Linked DNA regions of Gasterosteus aculeatus: region 2 is linked to region 1. A link is a contact called in public Hi-C data. All regions are on one chromosome and are shown on one strand. The core of a region is the stretch at or near the end of the contact, and the rest is flanking DNA. Distances in the headings are between cores, read along the strand shown. Region 1 overlaps LOC120813126 (chloride channel protein 2). Region 2 holds the start of alp3 (alkaline phosphatase 3).

Region 1 (3,466 bases), core at 219-2,718:
GAAAGTAAGTTAGGGGTGTCAAACTAAAAGCTTTTGACTGAAGCTTTTGGAACATCGTTGGGTGGAACTTTCTGATCCAAATGATGTAGAGAAATCAGAACAACCATGTAGCTGCATTGAAAAAATCCTTTTTCAAAGTGGGAAATGTCGCACAGTAGAACCTTGACAGTTAAGTCAGGGCTGCATGGTGTACCACACTACTACGAAAATCAGTAGTAGTTTGAGTATTAACTAGTAAGTTTTTAACAGGGCTTTTCATTTATTTTGGAGGACAAGAGTCGAGAACTTGTTGGATGGATAAATGTAGTTCTGAAAAGCAAGAGGAAGTTCCTTTGAGCTGCATTCTCTGTAGTGACCAGCAGGGGGCGACTCCTCTGGTCCCATAGACGGCTATTAGAAAATGACTACTTCGCTCTTGATTTATTCTACCAGTAAACATTGTAAACATGGTCTCAATCTCTGGTTTCAAGTCTTCCTCAACATGGCACGATGTCCATTTAGTAAATTATGGCCCATCATCATCATCATCATCATCATCATCAGGAGGTCCTGAACAACACGCGACAGTAGAAGCAACATGCGGCGCGTTCCCACCGGCACTGCGCTTTGTGGGGGGAGCTTGTTGTTGCGTCCTGCTGCCACCAGGGAGCAGCGTTGAGCTTCACAGCGGGACAATGGTGGCGTGTGGTCCTTGCGGTCCTCCCTACGTGTGTGTGATGTCAGGTGTGTGATCTACAGGCCGTCAGGGAGAATCTTCTCGGCCTCCGTCAGCCTGCCTGTTCACGGTGCACAATTTGACACAGATATATTCCCTCATAATTCATCTTTTCTCTTTTCTTTTTTGTATTTTTACCATTTACACGTTCAATTACATTTTTCGGCAGGATGAAGTTAACTGATATAATCTCCTCGCGTTGCCACGGAACTAATTTCGTTCTATTTGATAATTGCAGATGAGACAATAGAATTTACCGCAGATCTTATTGTGCGTAAAGATGCTTTAAAAAGTATATCTCTATGTACATCAATACCTACACACACACACACACACCGCAATTCCATTAAAGGAGCTCAGTCACAAGTGGTCATAAAATTGAGCTGTAAGGAAAAACTATTATCTCTAAACTATTGTCTCCTCTAGCTTTTAGAACCATAAGTGTGTTTTGGGTTTTTGACTTTCAATGCTCCAAACTGGTGTCATCCAGATGTCATAGGCTCCCGCATGGATGGACAAACACACACAATGCGTGCAGACACACACACACACACACACAGTTAGCAGCTGTGTCCATAAGGTGTTAAAATATACGCTGTATTTTTTTCCCATATCTTCTGTCAGTTTTTCTCCCTCAGTTCAACCGCGCCGCTATGTCATTTAATTGGTTCCAGGACACACACACACACACACACACACACACAGAGAGACACACACAGTGTTTCGCTGCAACAGGTGTGATGTCAGCAGGAGCTTAGCATGGCGCCACATGTTGCCATGACGACCGTCAGGCGCCTAGCGACCAACAGTTGCCCACGCGCTCTCGTCTTCTTCTTTTCCTTCTCTTTTCTTTCTTTTTCCATTTCGTCTCCTCTAGTCTCCCCCCTCCATCCCCCCTCTCCCCCCTCCATCGCCAGCCTGATTGAAAAGCTTGATTTAAAATGGCAGAGCGAAGAAGCTAACCGATCGGCGCAGGTGGGAAACCGCCACACTTGTGGAAGGATCCACGCACGCACACAAGCTCGCACCAACACACACGCTCGTTAACCGGTGACACAAGCCGTGTTGCCAATTAGGCTGTGTGTGTGTGTGTGTGTGTGTGTGCGTGTGTGTGTGCGTGTTTCGGCGGCCCTCTAATCCTTTGTGACACGTTGTCACAGACGTTTAACGAGGATCAGAGAAACTCATTTCTGAATTAACTTTATTTGACTGTAAAATAACAGTCTGTCTCCCTCTTTTGGGTAAACGGCGGGATGGAGAGGAGGAAAAGCGGAATATTAATCACTAACCTCTTCAACACCGATTCGCCTCCAAAAAACATTATGGTTATGAAATGGCTCTTTGTTGTTTTTTACGGATCCTCAATGAAACGAACTGCGCGGCGACATCAGCAGAAGTTCCCAAACTTGAGGCGCGACTGAGCCACTAACGCTGGGAGCGACGTGGCGCCCGCTGGTGTCACGGCCTCTTCTCTCCCGCTCCTCCGGTGTCGCCCACCTGTGGCTCCAAACATTTCAAGTTTTCTAAATTGCAGCCCCGGACGGAGGAAATGGGACGTGGTGATTATACGTTAGGACGCACTTCACCTCGCCGTGGACCGCATCCATCAAATCACCGAGGGCAGCGCAGCCTAGCAACCGATGTCCAACGCACACAAACGCACAATACACATGGCTCACGTACATATGTACAGTAAAGTGGTGTGTGTGTGTGTGTCTTTGTCAGCACGCGCACTTGTTGCGTTGGCAGCGTTCATTGACTTTTGTTGTCAGCATGTTGAGCCAAGATGGCGGCCATAGCGGCTTTAAAACGGTGACGACGTATTTATGCTGCGGTTCTGAGGCGCCGGTGATTTTTCAAGTGTTTTGCTTCTTCCAGCCGTTTGGCAACGTGTGCAAACAAAGAACGACACAGGTGTTTTTTTATTATATATTATTTATTTTGTGATGTTTTATGTTTTTAATTGAGGGAAATCAACTGATTTTTTAAGTAAACTTAATTCACTTACTGCAAATATATAATCTATTCACCTTAACAGTTATTTTAATCCGTTTTAAGTGTCATTTAAATGTTCATTTCGGATGCAGAGCTGCACGTTCATCCTGCTCACCAAGGTTTAAGACCCCATACGAACATTTAAAAGATTAAAAGTGCAAAACATACTGTCCTAAAAGTTGAAGTTCAACGGCTTGAAGTTCAAAAAGATGATTTTCTTGCATTAATATAATAAACCAATAAAAGACGGGAATAAAATGACTTTTTAAATTTTTTTATAAAATTGGTTTATTTTCTGTTTAATGAACCAGTTGTGCTGCGACTGTCTGGAGATCCACTACGCACCTTTATGTCTTCATTTGAGGAGAGTTTGCAGAGACTTGCTCCACTTCCATGAATCAATACGCCGCGTGCGATATTTTTATAATGCAGTCATTCATTTTGACTGGCTTTGTGTGGCTCTCCCAGGCGAACGCCCTCGCTGTAAAATCGATTATCGGACACCGAAGGCTACGAATGAGTTTCTGTCCAACCCCCCCCCCCCCCCCCCCCCCTCCAATCCTTCCCTCCGCTCGGCTCTCTTCACTTCCCTGCCTGACTGCCATCCATCACCTTCTCCTCCTCCTCCTCCTCTTCCTCACCGGGTACATTCCCTCCGTCCATCTGAGCCCCGTGTGGAGTTATTGCTCTCTAACCATCCTGAACACACAGATATTTCTCCATATTTTGCAGGTTTGTATCCCGACCTGGATAAAA
Region 2 (4,028 bases), core at 878-3,377, 110 kb after region 1:
TTTGGCCCACTTGAGGATGGACGTGACCTCGTTGCCCTTCTGCGTCTTGCAGACTCCGTTGCGAGCCGCCGCGCTGACGCCGATTGTGTTCAGGTTGGTTTTCACTCCGCACAGGTACGCCGTGGCCGTGGCCGCACTGTCTGCGATCTGGAAGTCCACGCTGTAGGTCTACACACGCAAAATGATACAAAGGAGAACGATGTAATATATTAACAAATAGTCCTCACAGGATTGTAATCTATCAGGGAAATGAAGCCCAAACTAAAAAATGATTCATTTTTTTAATAGTCGCTAAATTACCATTTCACTCATGCTTTGCAAAAATAAATGATGTTTCATTTGTCTTTTTTCTATCTCTGTTGATTTGACAAATTTAAAATAAAATAATATAAATTATTTGTTACGTATAACAGATTTTATGTGGTTCTAGAACAGAAAAATCTGCTCCTGCTTGACTTTGATCAGGAAGGTATTGGACTCGGTGGGGCAGGAACCTTCATGCTGACACTGTTCACACACACACACACACACACACACACACACACACACACACGTTCTGCATAGTGCAAAGGCTCATCCAAGATCTCACGTGCACTCACACGTCCGCCGTGCACGAGGATCATTCCTGAGCTGAACCTCTCGCTCAACTCTTAGAAACACGCCACGTATGACCTGACAGCTCTCACGTGAACACATTCAGCACACGACTGTTGGATTACACGTGTGCAGGTACCTGCAGGTGTGTGTGTGTGTGTGTGTACCTTAGCCAGTCCCACATTGGGGAAGGTGTCCATGGTCATCACCGTCTCCTCCCCCGTCTTGTTCTCCAGTTGTCCCTTGAGGATACGGGCCGCCGTGATGGTTGTGATTCCCATACCTGACGCACAAACACAAAACGCACGTTGATCCCATAGATTCCTGATGAATAAATATTCTGGCGTGAGGACGTTGCGCCACTTGCCGTCTCCCAGGAAGAACAGGATGTTCTTGGCCACGTTGGTGTTGAGCTTCCTGTCCAGCGCCGACTGCAGCGTCCTCTGGGCCCGTGACCTCCAGAACTCCGGGTTCTCCTCCTCCACTACGACATCACACGGGCCGTCTCCTTATCACGCGTGCACCCCGCGGAGATCAACCACAGAACACCCCCTGATCTCTGCTCAGGCCCTTTGGGTTCCACACGTGCGTCCGCGCCCCCCCCCCCAGGCAGGAGTCCACTAACGAGCAGTAAATGCTGACAACAGCCGGTTGCACAAGTCCGCGAGGCGCCGAGTCGGCCGATTGGAAGAAGTTTCGGAAGCCGTTTGCTAAACGAGCAAACGATGAAAGGTGCGAGCGGAGCAGTGAGACGAGGGAAAGGAGACGCTGAGCTCCGGACGGGTGGTGATTAAGATTTTTTTTTAAAAGTAGGAAAGAAAGTGTGACTCCGGGGTAAAGAGGCGAGGATCAATCGGTCTTAACTCTCGGTCCTCTGTGATCTGGAGGAAGACGACGGGTAGTTTGTGTGCAAGCAGAACGAAGGACGGCGAGATCAGAAGAGAAACGGGCTCTTCATGTTCCTTCCCTGCTGGAAATCTACTGCTGAAACATTAATTATCGAGGTTGCAGTTGAAGAGGAAGTGGGATTTTAAGTGCTCAGAGGAACATTCATCTTCTCATCTAAAGTCCTGTAAACGCGGCGAAAGCACGAGTCCACAGCGGCGCAACACGGACGGATCCATTAGAGGCGTATGGATTATTTGACGCTTCACGGGCCCACCGATGCGTCAAAATGACCTCGTACGACCTCAGCCGGCCAGATGGAACCTCTGTGCAGGTTTGCCGGCGTGCGACCAGCGGAACCGCCGTTCAGTTTGTAAGTTAACGAGACAGAAAAACCCAGAGGTCACGAGAACCAATCACACGTTTAAAGTGAGGAGGTACGGGGGGCGGGACGGGGCTTCTTCGTCGTCGTCGTCTTCTTACCTTTGGCCCCGGAGGATCCGAACGCCAGCAGCAGGACGAGAGCCGGGACGAGCGCTCCGTTCAACGCCATGGTCCACGGCAGAGAAGATCTCTGAGAGGAGCTTCGCCTCCGCCGCGGAGATAAGGCTGTCCTGGAATCACAGCAGCTGCCAATCACCTTTATCAACGCGCCATAAATGCATTATGACCCTCGGGCCACGGCGGCCCCCGACTGAACGGACCGCCCGGCTGTCAGGTCGAAGCCAAAACCTGGTAAAAAAAAAAACAACACAGAATCTAAACTCTCCATTTATGAATTTAAGCCCAAACGGAGCGCAGAGCTTCTGTGTTGATGAACAATACAAACGGCTTCAAACTGGAAACCATTAATTATTAACAAGCGCTTAATCGCAGCGCTTAATGGCGGCTTTATCTACGACACCGTGCTAAAGATCAGAGGGACGGTCGGGCACGTGGTGCGTGTGTGATGCTTTATCATACCTGGGGGGGGGGGGGGGGTTGTGTAAGTGAGTACAGCTGGATGTGTTTGCGTGGCGATGGAGCTGAAGGTGTCACGAGGCCACCGCTGCCTCAGCTGATTAGAGCCCTTAATGTTCCCAACGAGGTCACTAATTGACGGCGAGGGGTCATTTGTTACGGGTTCAACACTTTGTAGCAGCTGGGGAACGATGACGATCTATGATCACGATCAATAGAAGCTGAAAGGGAAAATATTTACATGTAGAGCTGCTGCTGAGGACCAACGCAGAGAACAATGTTAATAATAAATAAGAAAATTAGATCAATGAGGCTCAGAAAATATTTCCAGAATGCATGTTTGAGTTTTAGAAGACTTATTTCCACCGTCACAAAAATGGAAAATCAGGGATTTGAAGACTTTTTATAAAACATTTTTACAGCTGATGTAAGCTTGTTTATTCATTTAAATCTAACAAAAAAAGACCTGTAAACTAATTGATTTAGTGTGAAACTGTATCAAATAACGTCAGGTCGAGGAAAGAACGACGACGTGTCGTCTTTTTGAATGAAGTCATGCTGAAGGAGAAGCACCGTAGTGTTCAAACCTCGGGGCAGAAACACCCGTTTTCTAAAAGCGGTTTCACAGAACTGTCCGTTGCAGAATGAGGGCAATGGACGCAGGTCCGTATGTGCACGGTGCCACGGCCCCCTCTAGTGCTTTCAGCACGCAACAGACGGATTCTCCACATTTCAAGAGGACTTTCTACAAATCATTTCTAACTGCAGTTTTTTTTTAAATAATTTATATTTTGTGAGCAGAGTCGCATATTTTAGGTTTCAAATGGAAAACACGTATAAAAGATCCTCGGTCTGCAGCATGTAGTAAGGGAGGACACCCAGGGGTACATTACCTGACTCAATTGCCCCCCCCCGACACAGTAAATCCTGCAAACACACACTGGAGTGTATTTAAGGATGTCAGGCAGACGGCTCAACAAGCCACAAAGCAGATGTGCAATGCAGAGTAGACAGAAATCCGTTCCTCTGTCGGCGTGTGATGTGGGGACGCGGCAGACGTTTTGCTAATGGGCAGCCGGGCAGCCGGCTCACCTGAGGCCGACAGGAGGAGAGACGTTCATCTCTAAAACAAGTCAAGCTTCAGGGACCTGGAATAATCACAGCAAATAACAATGAAACCCGTTCAACATTTGACTAAACAGTCCTGGATCAGGATCCCTGGGGGGGTCAAGAGATCTGTTGATGGACCCTTGAGACCCACTGAAAGTCTCATCGGCCTCTAACCAGAAGACACAACGTGGAAGGACCGTGAACATTTGAGGCAAATCTGTTGTTTTTTTTACCAAATTCTCCACCAAGCTCAAGTCCCGATGCGATGGGAGACACCAAAAAACAAAAGCAGTGGTTTGAAGGCCTGAAGGTTTCGTTCATGAGCGGAAACAAACATTCAGTAGATCCTCTTTGCGTCGCAGCGCCGAGTCTGCAAGTGGACATCAGCTTCTCCGAGGAACCGTCTATTCTCCATGTCAAAGAACCAGTGAATCCAGTGGTTTCACCGGTCTTTGTTTACTTCATAAGGGATCAAATCA

What was found. A called contact is a pair of places that touch in the nucleus more often than the background predicts.
Region 2: a contact with region 1 is called in a Hi-C map of skeletal muscle, with 2.0 times the contacts expected there. The contact joins the promoter of alp3 here to the enhancer-like site in region 1. A contact is called at or near these places in 2 of 6 Hi-C or Micro-C datasets (both in skeletal muscle).

The regions. Positions count from the first base shown.
Region 1 is chr1:1,871,308-1,874,773 of fGasAcu3.hap1.1, forward strand. The region is part of intron 2 of LOC120813126 (chloride channel protein 2); the gene reads left to right. Among protein-coding and RNA genes, the nearest start is that of LOC120813126, 17 kb to the left of the region's middle. Within about 2 kb of position 1,469, at least 4 of the 9 cell types and tissues checked have open chromatin away from gene starts, as enhancers often do.
Region 2 is chr1:1,984,848-1,988,875 of fGasAcu3.hap1.1, forward strand. alp3 (alkaline phosphatase 3) reads right to left here and starts at 2,128. Exons shown (of 11, transcript XM_040176203.2): 1 at 1,963-2,128; 2 at 962-1,078; 3 at 762-877; 4 at 1-168. The coding sequence starts at 2,032.